Linked DNA regions of Mus musculus: region 1 is linked to region 2. A link is a contact called in public promoter capture Hi-C data. All regions are on one chromosome and are shown on one strand. The core of a region is the stretch at or near the end of the contact, and the rest is flanking DNA. Distances in the headings are between cores, read along the strand shown. Region 1 holds the start of Cldn19 (claudin 19). Region 2 holds the start of Kdm4a (lysine (K)-specific demethylase 4A).

The links. Promoter capture Hi-C pulls out the DNA fragments that hold promoters and counts their contacts.
Region 1: a promoter capture Hi-C map of embryonic stem cells shows a contact between it and region 2, with 6 times the contacts expected there. The contact joins the promoter of Cldn19 here to the promoter of Kdm4a in region 2. A contact is called at or near these places in 1 of 39 promoter capture datasets (embryonic stem cells) and 1 of 484 Hi-C or Micro-C datasets (B cells).

The regions. Positions count from the first base shown.
Region 1 is chr4:119,252,539-119,257,137 of GRCm38.p6, forward strand. Cldn19 (claudin 19) reads left to right here and starts at 2,931. Exons shown (of 5, transcript NM_001038590.1): 1 at 2,931-3,257; 2 at 4,348-4,512. The coding sequence starts at 3,035. It overlaps Gm12927 (a long non-coding RNA gene), which reads right to left. Exons shown (of 2, transcript XR_376592.4): 1 at 4,329-4,599; 2 at 1-247.
Region 2 is chr4:118,177,324-118,182,219 of GRCm38.p6, forward strand. It overlaps Kdm4a (lysine (K)-specific demethylase 4A), which reads right to left and starts at 2,720. Exons shown (of 22, transcript NM_001161823.1): 1 at 2,570-2,720; 2 at 72-253. The coding sequence starts at 209.

The DNA.
Region 1 (4,599 bases), core at 1,681-4,180, 1.1 Mb after region 2:
ATTTATTTACTTTTAAACTGTGACTTGTGTCTACCCCAGGCAGTTCCCGTCAGCTCTGATGGGAGGCTGGGCTAGGGACCCTGAGCCATCAGCTCTCTATGCATGCCTGAGAGTTACTGGGCTGCAGAACCACGGAGAATGGAGGGTTCCCTAGGGTGGAGAAGCTGTGCTGCTTGGGCTAAGAAACTTGTAGCCTCAGGAGTAGGTCTTGAATTCCAGATGGCTTTGGAACACTGGTACAGGAAGGCTGTTGGTGAAGCAGAGAATATTCAGGTAGAACAGACCCAAATCTCAAATGACAAAGGAAAAAAAAAAAACTGCAGGAGTTTCAGGGGACGATATAAGAATCGTGGAACCTTACGCTGGCTGGTGGTGAATTAACCTAACCCGGCACTCTGGAGGCAGAGGCAGGTGTATCTTTCTGAGTTCCAGGCCAGCCTGGTCTATAGAGCTAGTGCCAGGATAGCCAGGGCTACACACATGAGAAGAAAAAGTAATTATGGAGGCTCTGGGTTTTTAGTCTGGGGATGACCTGAAGGAAGGAAGGTGTAGACAGACAGGCTTCCTGCTGCCCCTCAGGCTTCAAATCTGGGACACATTAGCTCTGGGGACAATGAGCACCATCCCCTCCACCTCAGCTCTCACATGTCTGGAGACAGGGGTCACAGCTAGTGTTCAGTGTGGTCCTGATGCTCCAGAACTCAGGGATCTGACCAGTGTGTCCAAGGTCAGAACGAGGCTTGGTTCTTCCTCACAGAGAACTCTTTGCCAGAGGCCAAGGCTCAGCTTGGGGAGAGAGGAACTTGTCTGGCCTTTCCAATAGCCTCTGTAGAGTTGCTACCAGTGCAGACCCTCTGACTCCCCTAAGCTTCATGCCAGCTCAGCAAAACAGTATCTCTTTTTTGGGGGTGGTGGTGGATGAGGCAGGGTTTCTCAGTGAAGTCCTGGAACTCACTCTGTAGACCAGGCTGGCCTCGAACTCAGAGATCCGCCTGACTCTGCCTCCCGAGTGCTGGGATTAAAGGCATGTGCCACCACTGCCCGGCTTTTAATGATGAAGATGCTGAACTCCTCAGTTGTCTCATTAGTAGGGAGCAGCTTATGAGGCACTCCCATCCCTATCCCCACTCCCTCCAAAAGGCAGAAAGGCAAAGACATGGGGAGAGGCCATAGGAACCAGCACCTACACAGCCCAGTTACCTGCCTAGTTGGAAGGTCTGCCTTGAGGTTACCTGAGCCTTACTACCCCCAGGAGTCTTTTGCTTGTATCTCCTGCCTCACTCTGGGCTCTGGTAATCTCCCCTGTTTCCTTTGGTTCTGTTGTCTTATCGTTCATGGCAGGAGAATTTGAAGTCTGAACCATCTTTTCTGTCACCCTTCTGGCCCCCACTGCTATTTTGGGGATTGGCCAGCTACTCTAAGAAGCAGGTCCAGTGTGCACAAGAAGTCAGAGGGACCCAGTGTGTGGCACTGTCTACCAAACAGCACTCGCCCCTTACCCAGCTTCCCCCAGGTCCCTGGAGCTGAGCTGGAGCTGCAGGCCATACCAGGGGCCCACGCCCTGAGCAGGCACATAGGCTTGCCATTGTCTGAGAGTGCCAGGCACCCACGTGAGGAATGTAAGGCAGCAGGCTGGGGGTTTGTCCCTGCTGTGGGGGTTGAAGGTGTGGGGGAGGAAGCTGGCCATGTTGCAGCTCAGGAAAGGCAGTGGGATGGATGCAGGGGATGTAAGAGAGGTGGCTGGGAGGCTGGAGCGGGAGCAGGGGTGTGACATTCCTCCTGCACCCATGCCAAGCCTGTGGGGCTGAAATGAACGTGAGAGGATTGCTAATGAGACCCAGGGGAGTTAAACATTCCCTGCTCCCGAGGGCTGAGTGAGAAGGGGCGGGCAGGGGTCTAGGAGCGGTGAGCCTGAACCCCAGGAATGCACAGAGGCCCCTGCCCCTGCCAGGCTGTTCTGGAGCTAGGGGCCAGGGCCTGCTGTCTCAGGTCCCAGCAGGAGCTGCTGAACCAGCCAGCAAAGGGATTAACTGGCTGAGCAGTTCTTCTTCCTCCAAGTTCAGGACAGATGCTGGCGCAGATCTCCCCAGCTCCCCACCACGTCCTGAGGCTGGCAGACAGCTACCACTGGCCCAGTTACTGTGGGTCCCTCTTCTGACTCCTCAGATCGCAGACAGACCCCATAGCACATCTTCCCTGCTTTGGCCTCTCCCATTTTGATAGACATGGTTTCCAGGTACCTAGGACTCTTCTCCCCAGCAGCTCATATTTAACTGAGTCTCTGCACATCTGGCCTTAAAGCCCTGATCCAAAACTAACTCCAGGGGATCTAGGTCAGTGGTAGAGTGCTTGCCTAGCATGTACAACAAAGCCTGGTTTCCATACCCAGCACACACACACACACACACACACACACACACACACACACAGAGAGAGAGAGAGAGAGAGAGAGAGAGAGGAAGAGAGAGAGAGAGAGAGAGAGAGAGAACTCTATAGTTTTTTCCTGCTGTAACTAAAATTTCTTTCTTTTTCTGTCCTCAAGTCAGTGGGCAAGAAACCGCCGCTTCAGATCAGGCACTGAAGCACAGCAAAGCCATCCACTGAGCTGGTGCTGGGGAAGGGATTAGGAGAATCCCAGAGCACTGGAATCACTCCTAAAGGGGTTTCCCTGGTTAAAAGGGGGAAGAGTCACTCCTCCTAGCCCCTCCCTTCCTTACTATTGAGACAGGGAGGGCAGGGGTACCCCAGCTTGGATCCTAGGTTCTACCCTCCACTCCCAAGAAACTGGGCGAAAAGAGCTCTGCTGGGGACTGTCTGTGGGCGGGTTTTGGCCTTTTCCAGCCCCAAGGCCGCCCCCTGCATTCTGGAATCAGCAGCCACTGCCTCTGCTGGCCAGCCAGCCATCCCCTCTCCTCCTCTCCTCCTGTGCCACTTAGCTCCCCTTTTCCGGCTGTTCCTCTTACCATGACCACAACGCTCCTCCACACCCTGGCCCATCTCTGAGTCCTGGAACTCTCAGACTCCTACCTGGGCCATGGCCAACTCGGGCCTCCAGCTCCTGGGCTACTTCCTAGCCTTGGGCGGCTGGGTGGGCATCATCGCCAGCACTGCCCTGCCACAGTGGAAGCAGTCTTCCTATGCAGGCGATGCCATCATCACTGCCGTGGGCCTCTACGAAGGGCTGTGGATGTCTTGCGCCTCTCAGAGCACCGGGCAGGTGCAATGCAAACTCTACGATTCACTCCTGGCCCTGGACGGTAGGCCTCCGGTGGGAGCCGGGGAGGGGGCACTGACGGGGCACTGACTGGGCTGGGGAGGTTGTCGGCAAGCTTTTTCACAGCCTGTCCTTAGTGCTGGGTGGCACACTCCAGCCCCTGTGGGAGTCCCTAACTTCTGTCCTGTGTACACCGGAGAGTCCAGGCCAGTCAGGTCTCTAGGCTCTGAGGAGGCAGGAACACAAGAAGCTGGCAGCCTGGGCTCCCGGTCCTAATACCCACTCATTCAACCCTTGCGTTCTAATGTTCTCCTGTGTAACCAGGCCATTAATACACAGGGCATGGGAGGGTGGACTGAGATGAGGGTCTGGTTTCATAAGCCTGTTATCATTCTCCACTCCTCTTCTCTCCATATTCCATATTGACAGATATGTTTACACACACACACCGACACACACACACACACACACACACACACACGGACACACACACACACACGGACACACACACACACAGAGTCAGACACCATTACAGCTCTGACCTTGGGGACCATCGCACTTGCACTCCGACAGGGCTCAAAGTAGAGCCCACACAGTCAGTCCCACTCACACTGGTCCAGACAAACCACTGGCCTGCCTCCCTCAGGGATCTAAGTCTCCTGCTGCCTGGGGCCTAGAACTGACCAATACACTCCCAAAGAAAAAAGCATAGGATTCCATGATTGACAGGGACGATTGACAGGGTTGCTGCTGGGAACCAAGCTGGGTTTAGCTGGTTCTCAGGCACTTTCAGCTCTACCTCTGGTGATCCTGAGTGATACTCTGCCCCATCTCCTGCTGCTTGATTGAGGGTGTACCAGACCCAGGAGAAAGGAGCCAGTCAGGGCCGGTGGGAAACGGGGTCAGCAGTGACAATGACCTCACTCTGCCCCCTCTCCTCAAACACTCATTGTCTCTTCTCACAAGCAGGCAAGTGCTCAGGCCTCTTCAGGCTTCTACCCAAGCCCTTCCACGCCAGCTTCCTCTCATTTCAGGTCTAACACCTCCATTTTGCACCCCCCTACAACCCCACCACCCCACCACCCCTCTCCGAGTTCCCCACTCGTGCTCAGACCTTTCTTAACCTGCCTCAGGTCATATCCAGTCAGCACGAGCCCTGATGGTCGTGGCTGTGCTCCTGGGCTTTGTGGCCATGGTGCTCAGTGTCGTGGGCATGAAGTGCACTCGGGTTGGAGACAGTAACCCCACTGCCAAGAGCCGTGTGGCCATCTCCGGAGGTGCTCTCTTCCTCTTGGCAGGTGAGTGCCCAGCTTCCTCTCCCCTCTTGACTATGTGGCTAGCCCAGCTTTTGCGGCTGGCCGGCCCAGGCAGAGCTGAGCTTCCCT
Region 2 (4,896 bases), core at 1,470-3,969:
ATTTCCAATTACAGAGGCCAGAAATATTCTCATAGCGGCTGCCGAAGCAGGTTCACATTCCTGCTCCCTACCTTGGCTAGCCCAGCCCGATGAGCTCCTTGGGATTCAATGTAGGCAATGTAGCGGCTGAAGTTCCGGAACTCTTCCATGGTGGGGTAAAAGGTCATGATCCGAGCACTGGGGTTCAAAGTTTCTGATTCAGAAGCCATCTTGTCTTCTCTGTTTTTGAGGCCGATTTTGCTAGGATAAAAACCTGAAGTGTTAAGAGAACAAAAGTAAGTGACAAGGAACTGCCCCCTACTACAATGCTTATTTAAATGGACTAGATGGACAAGCAGAATCTGTTCCGTTTAAAAAGAACCCGAGGGGGCTGGTGAGATGGCTCAGTGGGTAAGAGCACCCGACCGCTCTTCCGAAGGTTCGGAGTTCAAATCCCAGCAACCACATGGTGGCTCACAACCATCCGTAACAAAATCTGACTCCCTCTTCTGGATTGTTTGAAGACAGCTACAGTGTACTTACATATAATAAATAAATAAATCTTTAAAAAAAAAAAAAAAAAAAAAAGAACCCGAGGAAACCAGAAGATGCCCAGCAGCCCAGCACGAGGGAGAAAGAAGGCAGGATGTAGAGTTAGTAATCCAACATCTACAATGAGTACACCTGGTCAAGGGGAATAATGTGGTGGTGGTAACACTCCTTTAATCCCAGTACTCAGGAGGCAGAGGCAGGTCAACCTGGTTTACAGAATGAGTTCTAGGACAGCCAGAGCTTCTAAAAAGCTTCCTATGGGCTGTTTTCTGGAGCACGGCATCACAAGATTCTAAACCACTGAGAAGTCACTTAGCTGCAGACTCTAAGGCTTCAGGGGGTTCAAGTTTTAAAAGTACTTTGATAGTAACAGTATGTTAGGAGTTTAAAACACTGAAGGGAAACTCTTCTATCTAAATCAAAATGGTTTCAGCAGTACTCAATGAACTCCGATGGCTCAACTGCACTGAAAGCAGGCAATGAGCTGGCAATACAGGGCACACTCCCCAACTGCCGGGAGAAAATACATAGACATTTTTGGATGAGGTCCTCAAGTAAGTGGGCAGAGCCTAAACCCAGTGTTGGTAATACAACAGATCGCCACAATCGCCACAACCAGAAAAAGACAATGCATGCTAAAAAGGAGCCAGTTTAGAAGCAAAACTGGTATGTCCTTCACTGGACCTCCTCACTCACAGCCCAGGAGTTCTGTTTCCTCAAAGCCACTGGCAGTCCTACTCACTATACAGGAGAAAGCTGCCTACAACCTGCCCACAACCTAGCATGGGTTTTGGGAAGCAGCATGGAGGCAAACTCCAGGGCATTAAACAGAAACCCTGTCATGGTAACTCTTGGGTTTCCATTCCACTCCAAGGGAGGGATTTCTGGCTAGGCATTTTTCATTAACTTTGCATAAAAGATATACTGTTATCCCTGCTTTACATACCAGGAAATGTATCCAAAGTGCCCCCTCTAAAGCATCTTCTACCACTTTCTGCTACCTCAGCTCTAATACTTACATGAACTAAGACTTCTCTGAAAGTGTGGAGGAACTTGAAGCCTATTCAATTTAGGAGACTTTTCCTTTTAAAAGGAAATTTTCAATATATTCTACTTTTGAAATTTTTACAAAAAGGTATCATAAATATCAGACTGGGGCTCCTCCCCTGGGCTTCAAAGGTGGTCACAATGTTGCTTCATCTGCCTCTAGCTCTGTTTATCTTTGTGTGTCCAGAAGCTAGAACAATGCTCGCCACAAAGTAGGCACTCAGTAACTGCTGAATAACTCATATCCTCTGCTCACTTTAGCGGATCATCCCATTACTTTAACTCTAGGGTTCCATTCCCGCGATCTATTCCCTTGGGGAAATCTGGTCTGGGGCACCTTCCCGTCCGCCTTCAGCAACAAAGCAAAGAGTACCGGGAGCTAAACCTTCGGCTCTAGAGTGAAAACTCTGAATACCGGTCTGATCTCTGTCACTTTTTAACACCTTGGCTGTGTGAATGGACTGGATGAGTCTCAGTTTCTCCACCTGCAAAATGGGGACCCCAAACCCCTGCCTTGATGGATCGTATGATTAACTTAGATGATGCAAGCGAGCCCTAAACGCTAGGCCCGGTAAGCACTCCATAAAGGCAGCTGTTGCTAACAGTGACCTGAAACTCCCGCACTCTCCGCCCCCGCAGCCACCCCCGCGGCATCCCTCCAAAGGCAGCCCGGTTCCCAGTGTCCCCACACACCACTTACAGACACTGCCCCTCCCGGCCCCACCGCCTAGGCGAGGGAGGCCCGGCCGCAGGAAGAAGAAAATAAGGCCCAGTGGGCCCGCCCCCCTCTCCCGACGCCCATTGGCCACTAGAGATTGGAAAGAACCAATCGCAAAACTTATTTTAGAAGCTCCTTTCTCTATTGCTCAAACCCCATGTCGATCACAGAGCACAGAAAGACCCACCTCACCACCCTCCCCCACTGGAGCTCACGGCCAAGGGTTTTGGCAGCATCAACCCCTTGGGGAATCCAAAACCCGATGGCTCTCACCTGGAGCCTAAAGCCCTAGCAGGGCTCAGGCCCGATTGCTGTTGTCGCCACTCGCCGATCCCACTGTCTTTCTTGAGGGCGAAAGACAGAGCTCCGCCTCCTTTAAAGTCTGACTCTGCGCAGCCTCACAGAGCCCATAGTCAACCAACCCAAGAATGGCTTTAGGTCCTCAGCTAACCAATGAACACTCACTACACCGACTCGGCGTCTGGAACTACGAGTCCGCTTAGCCTATGAGCGTCGTCTCGAGCTGTTGCCAGGAGAAAACGCTGAGCCTCCGGGGACTGGGGCCACTGAGCATCAGGGCTGGATCCAGAGTTAGCCTATCAGAGGCTGACTCAGATCTCCATAGTTAAGCTGGGTAGAAAGAAGCGAATACCCTGAAATGGGCTAGCCGGTTATGGGGAAGGGCGAGCAGGTGGTTATAGGATGTTTCTAGCGAAAGGATAAGCCTAATTTTCTTGGAGTAACTCCTTTGCCTAAGATATAAAGGCGATGGAAGACCTCCGGGAAAGTTTCTAAAGTCAAGGAGTTCAGAGAACGTGACCAGCATGTCCAAGTTTGCCCAGTACTCTCAGTTTGACTCTCTTCTCTAAGAAGCCCCTCGCCTGCTGGCAAGGCGGGTTAGGTAAAGATCTGCTCCAGGAGAAGGAGCCCTGGGGGGTCATTAGGACAGATCCTGAAGGAAGATATCCCTGAGGCTTTTTAAAAGCGGCTCCCCTTGAGCGAAAATTTGGGGTCATTAGCAGCTCTTGGAGCGAACAGGGTGATTCTAAGAATCATTAAAGGCACTTCAGGGGGCCGAACAGGATCCCTAGAAGTCATTAGGAGCAGTTCCTGAGAGGCTGTGAGCAGCCTTAAGGAGTTCCCAGATTGTCAAGGACGATGAAGAAAGAGAGGTTAACACCCTTATAAGTCAAATAAGGAGGAGAACTCACTAGGGCATAAAACATGAGCAAAATTCCCGATAGCACCGGGAAGAAGAGTTGTATTGTGTTTGAACTGCTTTCAAAACCAACCCTTCGGTACAGAGAGATGACTGAGAGGAAAGGCACAAGTCTTATGATCTGAGGTAAGCTGTTGAAGGAGAGAATCAATACAAGTTCACAAGATGTCCTCTGACTTTAGTGGATTGCAGTGTCACCGCCGCCACAAACACACTAAATAAATAGGTTAAAAAAAAAAAAAGTAAGCTGGGCGGTGGTGGCACATGCCTTTAATCCTAGCACTTGGGAGGCAGAGGCAGGCAGATTTCTGAGTTTGAGGCCAGCCTGGTCTACAAAGTGAGTTCCAGGACAGCCAGAGCTATACAGAGAAACCCGGTCTCAAAAAATACCAAAAAAAAAAAAAAAAAAAAGTTTTTAAACAACTTCTCGTCCATGCCTGGATTTTTCAAGGGGAACAAATTCAGGAGAGTTGAGATGGATGGCAAGAGTTTACCAATGTTAACTAAAAGGAGATACTTCATAGAATGCTATGGGTTAAATATCTAGGCACATATCTGATGAAAAGGGTGCTTTAAAAAAAATGAGAGGCCAGCCTGGAATAGGTAGTTCCAGGATAACCAGAGTTACATAGTAAGACTCTTTCTTAAGAGGGAGAGATGCAGCCGGGCATGGTGGTGCACGCCTTTAATCCCAGCACTCAGGAGGCAGAGGCAGGCAGATTTCTGAGTTTGAGGCCAGCCTGGTCTACAAAGTGAGTTCCAGGACAGCCAGGGCTATACAGAGAAACCCTGTCTCTATATATAAGAGGGAGAGATACAGAGATAGATATGTGGGCATCATGGCACAAGCCTACCAATCTTAGCCCTTGAGGGGTAGAGGCAAGAAAATCAGAAGTTCATAGCTGGGCATGGTGGCACGTCTTTAATTACAGATCTTGGGAGACAGAGACAGGTGGATCTCTGTGAGCTTGAGGCCACCCTGGTCTACATAAGGAGTTTCAGGACAGCCAGGGGTACATTTTAGAACTTGTCTCAAAACAAAACAAAAAAAGTTGTTCAAGGACATCCTGGGCTACATAGCAAATTCCAAGCCAGCATGGACAACATAAAACCCCAACTCCAAAAGAAGGAAGAAGAGAAGGAGAAGGGACATTAACTATCGTGTGTATATGTGTGATATTTATATTGATCATATATTATGATAGATAGATCGATAGATCGATAGATTTTTCAAGGTAAGGGTTTTCTGTGTAGCTCTGGTTGTCCTAGAACTTCCTCTGTAGATCAGGGTAGCCTCTCAAACTTACCAAGATCCCAGAGAGACACCTGCCTCTGCCTCCCGATTCCTGGCACTCCCAATATTTTAATTGATAATATTCAT